Linked DNA regions of Manis pentadactyla: region 2 is linked to region 1. Evidence: chromatin contacts called from public Hi-C data. All regions are on one chromosome and are shown on one strand. The core of a region is the stretch at or near the end of the contact, and the rest is flanking DNA. Distances in the headings are between cores, read along the strand shown.

What was found. A called contact is a pair of places that touch in the nucleus more often than the background predicts.
Region 2: a contact with region 1 is called in a Hi-C map of blood, with 4 times the contacts expected there. The contact joins the promoter of CAMK4 here to the promoter of STARD4 in region 1. A contact is called at or near these places in 3 of 3 Hi-C or Micro-C datasets (blood, fibroblasts and skin fibroblasts).

Annotation. Positions count from the first base shown.
Region 1 is chr2:51,677,315-51,682,942 of mManPen7.hap1, reverse strand. STARD4 (StAR related lipid transfer domain containing 4) reads right to left here and starts at 1,719. Exons shown (of 6, transcript XM_036886819.2): 1 at 1,575-1,719. LOC118913115 (a long non-coding RNA gene) reads left to right here and starts at 1,778. Exons shown (of 5, transcript XR_008993959.1): 1 at 1,778-1,911.
Region 2 is chr2:51,917,959-51,922,786 of mManPen7.hap1, reverse strand. CAMK4 (calcium/calmodulin dependent protein kinase IV) reads left to right here and starts at 3,252. Exons shown (of 10, transcript XM_057492709.1): 1 at 3,252-3,644. The coding sequence starts at 3,484.

The DNA.
Region 1 (5,628 bases), core at 470-2,969:
ATATCAAGAACCTCTCCATCACTTACATATCAGAGAGAAAAAATACCATTTAACTGTATCAGAATCTAACAGCTCTGTGTAAAACCTTGTATGTGTTTTGGCAGTTATTCAAATTCATTTTTCCCCTTACTTTCACTTTTTTGTTCATTTTCTATGCCCACGTTTTTGAAGCCATCACTAATGTAGACAGTGGCTGCCATCATAGAGTGGGCAGCCCTCCCAAGTTAAAAATTTTGAGACCATTTATCAGCACCACAGTCATTGACTGATACAACTCCAATTTTTAACAAATATTTATCACAGTAAAGTGACCACAGAAGTTCTATTTTAACTATTAAGACATTTTAACCTCCAATAAAAAGTGCCACAAATGTCTGTCTGTACTTATGTAGTATGATTAAGTCAGAACTCACTTATTAAAGAAGCTCATATCAGAACTGTTCAACCTTACATTACCTGATTGATACGTTTCACTTATGTGAACAGCTCCAATTTAACATGCCATAGATTTTCCCCAAGATGTGCAAACCAAGTCCTTATAAATTATATTTTCTACCTAACATAAAAATTTCAGCATATGCTTGATGCCCAATGAATCTTGAATTGGTAATTTAGCTTTTCCAACTCAGGTACAGTGGTTTTTTGTTGTTGAGACTGGCTGTAGCAGGAACCCAACAGGGAAACCTACTTCTGCAAATGTGATTAACGCTGCTGTTTTCAGTGCTCACTGGCTTTACTGTGAGTACAGTGTTGAGACTTTTTACAACACAACACAATAATAAATTCTAATGATATCATAGCGTTAAGTCTGGGTCCAGGTTAATGTTCAAGAGCCTAATCTTTTATTTAAAATAATAACAACACCTAACATTTATTGATCATTTACTATGGGATCAGTCTTTCTGGCCATTTTAAATTGTATTCTTTCATTTAATCCGCATAAACAATCTTAAAAGCCGATCCTATTATCCCTACTTTACGTAAAGTTGAAACAGAAACAGGGAAATTAAGTCACTTATCGAGACTACACAGCTGATAAGTGATGGGACCAGAATTCCAATCGAAGGCTTCTGCCTACGGAGCCTAAAGGCCTGTTCTGTAAAACGCTGGAAGTTGATCAGTGGCTGGATGAGAATTTACATAAAACGTGTGACATCATACATGAATGTGTCATATTCTGTCTTGGTTCCTGATCCCAAAATAGCTCAGGTAATTTTTCTCAGTTACCTCAATGGACCTTCACCACGCCTCAAAAGCGAGGTTAGTACCGCCCCTTCCCCATTCAACAGATAAAAAACGGAAGCCTAAGCCGCGTTCGAGACCTTAGGATGGCGAGCAGTGTAGGGAGGCTCGGTGCGAGCCCTGGGATCGGTCCGGCGCGGCCCCGGGCCTCAGTGTCTTGCACCTGTGAGGTCCACACCCTCCGGACGCCGGGGTCCGCCTTCCCGAACTTGCCCCGAGACCTCCCGCACCCCACTCCCGGATCGGCTCTGGGAAAACGCCCCGGACGCCGCCGCCGCCCTCCCTCCAGCCGCCTCGCTTCGCCGCGACTCCGGGCCTCTACCTTAGGCTACCTGAGACGCACCGAGCAGCCTGCGGAGCTCGGGTCCGCCGGGAGCCACAGACTGACCGCTCTCCGCGACACTGCCGTGTTGGAGCGCTCAGTTTCTCTGCCTGCGGCGGGCGGCAGCAACCAATCAGCGTCAAGCCACTGGGGATCGCAGCCAATTGGAAGACATCAAGCTCTTAGGGAAGGCGGGCCGAACCTTCCTGGCGTGTCTGGGGAACCCACCCGAGTGTCTCGGAAAGCAAGCAGCAGAAGTTGGCCCGAGCAGTGTGTGTTTGCTTGGATTGGCTGGCGCGGCGGCGTGTGGAGCGCTGATTGGTCGACGGGAAATGGACTGATTCCACGTGAGAGTGGGCTGCCGTAGCCGGCCAGGTTCCCGGTATTTGTGGGGTTGCGGGTGGGTTTGGCTCCGCGCGGGATATCGCCGTAGCCAATTCATGATGAAAGGGTTTTGCAAGGCAGTAAATCCAACTGGGAGAAACACGGACACATCAAGGAAGTGAGGGATAACAGTGAGCAGTAAGGGTGGTCTAAATTGTCCACTGCTGTGAAGACCTAGTATCCCGCAGCTGCATTGCAGGTCCCAGGACCTAAAGCCAAAATGCGCCCATGCGGAGGATGACGGGGCCTTCAACCTTCCTCCTCCCCTGACTTAAAAGTTAGAGCGTTATATGAGAACACATATTTACAAAGTTATTGCCACAGTGTGAACTGATCTTTCTCCTAGCGTTTTTCCTCTGAGGACTACCTTGAAAACAAAGAAAAGGGGTGTGGCCGTTGGTTTTCTAGCTTAGTAAAGTGTTCTGATGTTTAAGTAACTTTTCTTCCAGTGGCTGTGAAGTCCCCCATCTGATAGGATGTTGACAAATTGGAATACTAAAAATCAAGTGTTTACAAACTCTATTTATTAGGGTGTGTAGTTTGTAAAACTAAGAGTAAGAAGGAATGCAGCGCTACACCATTAGTCATTTTTGCAATGAGAAAAATATTTGATAAAATTTTTAATTAACGTCACTAAAAGAATCACCAAACACCATTTGCTAGTTATTTGGGGCAAAATTTTAAAATCCTACCTCATTGTCTATACATAAAAGGAAGAGTTTTTTGTTTGGTGATTACTTTTCCATTACATCTCACAGGTAATCATCTATAAAACACACCTACGTCGGAGGAGTGGCTAAGTGGATTCTATGAGATATAATGTAAAACTTTATACAAAGCACTTTTTCACAACCATCTCAAATTTTATCTATCTATCTATCTATCTATCTATCTATCTATCTATCTATCTGCAAACAAGGGTGACAGTAATAAATGAATTTTAGCCCCAGGCATAGATCTTAAAGCAGATTACCATTACTGAGTAGCTGAACTGGAATTTGATAGAGGTCTGGGACTTAAAAACTGGGGCTCTTAACTCCAACAAAACTTGTGTTTCTCAGCTGTCAGGCCCCTGTGCACAGCAGTGGAGACCAGAAATGGAAGACCTAATCCTTGCCCAGATTTGCATGGTTTAATGGTGCAGAGGAACAAGTCCTCAGAACCATTTCAGAGAAGTAGAGAATTCCTGTCTGTCCTTATTAGGTTTCAGGTTTCAGTATATTCTTCAGCAGCTCTGCATATTCTCTCACAGAACCTGCTAAAGCATGCTTAAAACAAAATTAATTTGGCTTTTTTTCTTTTTGGAAGGGATGCTACATAAGCTCATTACATCACACTCATACCCAGTAAGGAGGTTTTTGTTTCTTTGCCTTTGTTCTTTATCTGTTGCCATGTTTCTCTTGATTAGAAAGAAGTTGGGGTGATTAAAACCACCCTATGTCTATCAAAGTGAAATGCTACTAAAAAAAAAAAATAAGTGCCAATTCAGAAAAAAGAAAATATCATCTGGAGCTATTATTTAGAGTTTACTATGGACCAAGCACAGTGCTAGCATTTTACATGTGTTAACTCATTTAATCCTTTTAGTACCCATAAGGTACGCACTGTTATTGTACTCATGAGGGAACTGTAGTATATAGGGCCACAAACAAGTCCCCCCTCCAAGAAGTTTGAAAATGAAAATAAACTTTCTATCTAGAGTTCAAGAATAAAGGAGACATATAATGTATTTTACCATCTATACAGAAAGTCAGCCTAAAGAGACAAAAACACATTCCCTCCCATGCCCTGCCTATAATCAAACTGAATGTATTAATATACATAAAGAATTTCCAAGAAGAAAAACAGAAAAAAAATCCAAAACACAAAAATAATGTATCCACAACTTCTAACCAGGAGACAATAAATCTATAAATAAAAAACAAAATTAAAATGCACATACACAAATACCTCCAACTAATTGAAAATTTAAAAGAAGATTCGATTTCCCAAACTCTTAGATCAAAAAGAAAATCAAATATGACATACTGAAGAACATTAAAAAATATTTAAAGTATTAATATGAATAAATGTTAACATGAATAAAAATAAAATCCCTCTATCAAAACCAGGGAATACAACAAATTCTATACTTAGAGAATTTGACTCAGGAAAACTCAGCCTTAATTCAATTCAACAAATATTTATTACGTGCATAGGAAACCTACTGAAGCTAGGGCAGTTTATAAGTGACCCTCAGCCAATTCTAGAGCTGGATTTAATTCTGAACATTTTATTTATATAGTACAATAGATTTCTTTTCTTTTCTATTCTTTTCCTTTCCTCTCCTCTCCTCTTCTCTTCTTTTTCTTCTTAGGTCAATTTGGGTTGACTTTCACTTAGGATGAAAGAGCCTCTAGGGGACAGAGGGCCCCCTTGCCCTTGCAACACTTTATGCCTGTTTCATCCAGCAATGGCCAGGAGCCAGGTTTGAAATAGGGAGGAGGTGGAGTCTTGGGAGGAACCTTCTGGTGGCAGTTATACAGGGAGGAGGGACCTGAAAATTTTCACCTATGGCTGTAGGGAAACAAAGGGTAGTTCCTGCCTTCCTGGGCAGCTCCTGCACTGGCTGGAGCAACTGTTGTGGTGTAAGCCATTTATACATATGTCAGGAGGATACAAATATGAGAATTATCTATTTCCTTTGTTGTTACAAGTACTCAAATATCCAATGTTGTGTTTAATCCAGTTTCCTTAAGACCAAGTTGTTTTTTCTACATTCAGATTCCGTTTTTCTACATTCAAGTTCTTCCGTATCCTTTCTATAAGCCTTCTTCCCATCTTTCAAATAGGTTTCTGTCCCTTGTAATTAATCCCAGACTCTCACAGAAGGACAACGCTTGTCCCATCCTCTCAATGGGATTTTTTACACGCCTGAACAAATGAACTAGTATCGATTCTGGTGTTAACTACATGCTCTTGTCAAGGAAAAGTGGCAGAAGACTGGACAAATTACTAAACATAACTGACCCTTAGTTTCCTCGCCTGTAATATGTGATTAAGAATATCTTCTTTTAGGGCTTTTATAAATGTTCGTGAGGGGGCTGCAGAGGCTGGCATGTTTTTTGGCACTGTGTGGACACACATGGAAAATGGTAGCAGGATCTGGGAGATACATGGGGGGTGAGAGCATGAGCAGAGGTCCCCCAAATCTCCTGTGCATCTGTATCGCAGGAGGCATATTAAAAGTACCGATTTCAAACCCTATCCTGAAACTACTCAATCAGTATCTAGGGGCATGATTTCTAACAACCCCTGCCGGATGATGTCACAGGGCTAATCTAAGACCAGTCTGACTAATGTTTAAGAACAACCAGAAAAGAAGAGGACACTGAAAAGTGGAAGTTTAAGTACATTAAAATTCAGAATATTAAAAAAAAAAAAAAAAAAGAGGAAGCAAGGCTCGTCTTAGAAGAGAAAACAGGTTAGAGCAACAGGTAGCTGCTAAGAATCAGTGGGCAAAGTACTGAACTGTCCATGGTTTTCATTTGTTACTTACTTTTTATGCTTTATTCTTTTGTGCTGTCTGCTGTATTGTTTAAAGCTTATGTTCACATGTTTTTTCAAAAAAATAACTGCACTTTTAAGAAAATTTAGGGCAACTGAATAGTAAAACAAACTTCACCAAAGTATAAAAAATA
Region 2 (4,828 bases), core at 2,003-4,502, 240 kb before region 1:
CTTTCTGTCCTAATACCAGTATCACACTGCCTTCATTTCTCTAAGTTTTCCTTTCTATAGCTCTATTGTAGGCTTGAAATCAGATGGAGTGACTCCCTACAACTTTATTCTTTTTCAGCCTTGTTTTTGTATTTCAGATATTTAGTATTCCCTCACATTTTAGAATAAACTTTTCAGTTTCTACAAAGATTACTAGAGTTAGCATATATATCAACTAGGGGAAAAATGACATGTCAATAACATTGAGTCTTCCAATCAATGAACATGGTATATATTTCCATTTATTTGGAGCTTATTCCATTTCTCTTACCAATATTTGGTAGTTTTTGCTGTAGAAAGTTTGAACATATTCCATTGAATTGATTCCAAAGTATTTTATACTTTTGTATTTTATTGTAAGTAGAATATTTTTATTGCATTTCCAATTGTTTCCTGCTAGTATGTGGAGGTACAATTGATTATTTTATTTTGGCCTTGTGCCCTATGATCTTGCCAAATTCACTTATTAATTTTAGGAGTCTAAGTCGAATACTAGGATTATCTATGTAAATATAAAGTCATTTATAAATGGCAACAGTTTAACTTCTTCCTTTTCAATATTGGACTTTTAGTTTTACCTATGTTAAAGAATTGCCTGTGCTGCTATTACAGCTTTTAATGAGCTTTGTTGAAATATAATTTGTACACAATAAAATTAACCAATTTTAAAAGTGTAACTAGAGAGTTTTGACAAATGCATAAAACCATGTAACCACCATCAAAATAATAATATGAAACTTTCAGTCACACCCAAAATCTCCTCAAACCCATTCTCAGTCAATCCTTTATCCTACCTTGGCTCCTGAGAACCACTGATATGCATTCTACCAATTTTGCCTTTCCTGAATATTATGTAGAGGGAATTATATGTAGTATTTTGTATATTTTACCTCTCTATATATTATAAATCACAAAATTCAATGTTATAGTTTTTAATTTAAATCATAGTTGTATTTTAAAGGAAAGAGGAATAAGAAATATAGTCTTTTCTATTTACACATATATCCCACTTCTGCTGTCTTCATGCCTTTCTGTATATCTGAATTTTCATCTGAGTGATCATCCATTTGTCCATCTGATCCTAGATTCTAAGATCTAGCTGATATTATTTCTCCCTTTCTTATTGTTGATATATGTCTTTTTTCCTTTTCTGGTCATTTTAGATGATATTTCACAATGAATAAAAATAAATTGCATGGATTCAATTCCAATCTCATCTGTTTTGAAAATAACTTATTTATTTTCATCTTGTTTTTAAATAAAAAATAAACCTCATTCAGTAAACCTAATACCCTCTTTATCAATTTCAGTTAATAGTACTTTTAGAAAAGTCAGTTATGAAAAGCATAGGTGCCAGATGACTAAAATAATGTTGAATGTAAATATTATTTCTACAATCACCTCTGTACCATGAAATGGTGTTCCTCTAACTATTGTTCCCTAAAATGGCAGGAGAAAAAAGGCTTACCATCTTTTTCAGTGTAATATGCTTGCTTTGGACTTATGTTGTAAAAGAATTGCTCACAACAGACAAGTATCTACATGCAGTACTGCCACTCTAGGACTTGCCTCAAAGAGGTGTGAATAAAAATGGCCTAATAACTACTTCATGCTCATCCCTACGTAGTGGGAACCAGAACTTACTTTGGAGAGTTAGCTTGCTGTGCTTAAGAACTTGATTTTCTAACATGAAAATGAGCGAATTTGTTCTCTGAAAAATAGCAAGTCATGTAAGCATTTTCTATCTTTCAGCAAATAATTCAGTATTTTTAACTGAATTTGTATGAATATATATATATTTGCTCTTTTTAAGGCCACTTACAAATTGAGCATGTACTAATCTTCATAATATTACCTGTGAAAAATAATTTTTGTATTTATTTTTTCACTTCCAAGCAGCTAAGGATGACATTCCTAACACTAATTGATTAGATTTTGGGTTTTTTTTTCATAGTTCACCAATATTGCATAGAAGCTCTTAAGACTAGGAAATAAATCAATAAATTAGAGGAGAATATTGACCATATTTACTGGTGTTATCAGGAATGAGACACACTGAGAAGAGTTTAGTGCATGTTGGAGTTACTCAGGGAAATAAAAAGATTAAAAGTAGTATCTGTGAAATAAGATTAAATAGAGGACTTAGAATTATTTAGCCAGAAATGTAATAACCGTAATGTAATAACTGTCTTTATATTTAAAGATTATTACAGAATATAGTGACTAATGCTTGTTCTTCATCTCTGCTGATATTTGAAAAGAAAAAAGTTTGAGGGTACAAGTATAGACAGACAATATACACTTAAGCAGTGCTTAAAAGAATAGCCTGAAGGTTGGTGACAGACATCAGGATGCTTGTGATGAGGCACATTTCTTGGGAGGAGGAAAGAGCTTTAAATGTGGCAATTTTCTCTGACATGAGTGGTGACAGGTCCTGGTTTAAGTCATCCACAAGGACCCTCCCAGACCTGCAATTCTCTAGGTCACTTCTGCGGGTGACTTCTGTTGCTACCCTTCAGAGCTGGGAGTGAACTAGGCACAGCAAACACCTGCCCTTTCCGGAACTCCAACAGTGTCAAAGCAGACAATGCCAGCAGCAGAGGACAGCACCTATTCCATCTGAAGCCTTCACTCAAAGGTAAGTCAGGTCAGCGTCCACCCTGGCGCTTCCCTTTCCTGCGGCGTTCACTGAGTCCCAGCACAGGAGCCTTGGGGATTGGCGACCACAGGACACCCTCCCCTGCCACCAGTATAAGCTTTGACAGAAGAACGAACAACGGGTGGCTGGTTCCAAGACGCCTAAGGAGGGATGAGTTGCGCCAACAGCCAGGTTCTTCTCTCACCATCCTGCTTGGTCCCTTGGCCCGTGTGCTCCCAGAGCGCGCCGGGAGCCCGCCACTGCCGGAGAAGGGCGTCCCACCGCGCGCCGTCCCTTCCAGGCTCCGGCTCCCGCGGGAAGGCGCGTGGGACGATGCTCTGGTCCCCGTGCCTTCCCCGAGCTCCAGCCTCCGGAGCCGCCCTAGCCGGCTCCGCCGCAGCCACCGCCTGGGAGGGAGACCGGGAGAAAGGGAGGGGGCGCTGGGAAGGCTCGGCGGAGGGAGGAGGGGAGGTGGGGAGGGAAGAAGCGCAGTGGGAGGGAGTCTCTTTCCTTCGCAGCGCCTCCGCCTCTCCTCACCCCGGCGGCTGAGATTCCGGTGCTCCCTCCCACAGCCTCCCAGCCCCGCGGCCCCTTCTCCGCGCCCCTCCGCGGGCGAGCGCGCAAGGAGGGAGCCGCAGCCGGAGGGCGGCGGCGGGCGCGGCGGCGGCGGCCACGGTGGGCGTGCGCGCGGGTGTGAAGGACGCCGCCGCTCGCTCCTGCGTTCGCAGGCGGCGGCTGGCGGCCGGGCTCCTCGCTCCGGCAGCGGCGGCGGCAGCGGCGGCGGCTTCCGGGGTCCCGCCGCGAAGATGCTCAAAGTCACGGCGCCCTCGTGCTCCGCCTCGTCCTGCTCTTCGGGCACCGCCACTGTGGCCCCGGGGGCCGGGAACCTCGTCCCGGATTACTGGATCGACGGCTCCAACAGGGATGCCTTGAACGATTTCTTCGAAGTGGAGTCGGAGCTGGGACGGTAAGGCGGGGGGCGTTGGCCGGGGCGCACGGGGTGCTCTGGACCTGGTGACGCCGGCGCCCTGCGCGCGGGCTCGGACTCCCGGGGCAAGCCTTAGGCGGTACGGCGGGCTGCCCCTCTCGCGGGGACAGCTCCCGAGAGGCGGGCGGCGGTCTCTGGCCCCAGGACATCCCCAGCCTGGTGTCCGGGAGAGAGCTAAGCACTATTCAAGTGAGAGCGGGGTCTCCGCGGAGCGCCCAGGCCGGGCCGCTGCTCCGGTGCGCTCCCTCCTGCTCGCCGGCTGCCGCTTTCCTTGGGTGCAGCGCCCACCGCACGTGGGCCCTGCTTCCCAGTTGGTGTCTTTGCTCACGCTTATAGCTTGCCAGAGGTTCCTGTCTAGTTTTGGGGGGTCGGGGTAGAGGGTGCCTCTCCAAATCATGACAGAATTATTAAATTAGATTCTTCCTCCTTCCCCTCACCATGCTCTCCAGAGCAAGTGGCACTAGAAATCAAACTTAAATACTAGCTTCCCTGCAGAGTCTGCACAGGATGAAGTGGGTGAGGGAGTGGGGATGAATCATTTAAGAGAGATAAAGGCAGAATAATGAACTAGTGTGGCTTTAAGAAAACAGCACATGGGGTCCAGGCAGTGGTAATTAGAAGCTGCTCTTTAATGCTGGAGTGATTTATTTAAATTATCTATGCAAAAAGCCATTACAGGTGGCAGAAATGTCCCTCATCCCTCCTCTGAAGAGTCAGACAGGTAGTGGTTTTGCCATGTGGGTAATGTCATAGGTTCTCAGCTTTTCATCCATTGAAAATTATGTTTTCTTTCCCTTCCTTTCCATTTCCTTTTTTCGTTTCTGTTACCCAGTGGTAAGGGGACTTCTTTCCAAAAAATTTTGAACTAGGACCGTTATGACAGGGGATCTGAAAATGTAATTTCAACTGCCAACAAATTGACTCTTCTGTACTTAATACTTATTTGCTATTTCATTTTCCATTCTTTTTCTTTTTTGCTGGAAAGAGTTTAGCTAACAGCCAATTTCTTTTTTATGCCTCTGGAGACCACAGTATAGGGTGTTGGATGTTGGTAGGTAGGTGGAAGGTGGAAGGTCGCCACCCCTCCAAGTTGCCACTACTTTTAGTGGCTCGGGGAGTACAGAAGGTTTGTAAGAAAGGCAAAACTTCTGAATGAAAATTTA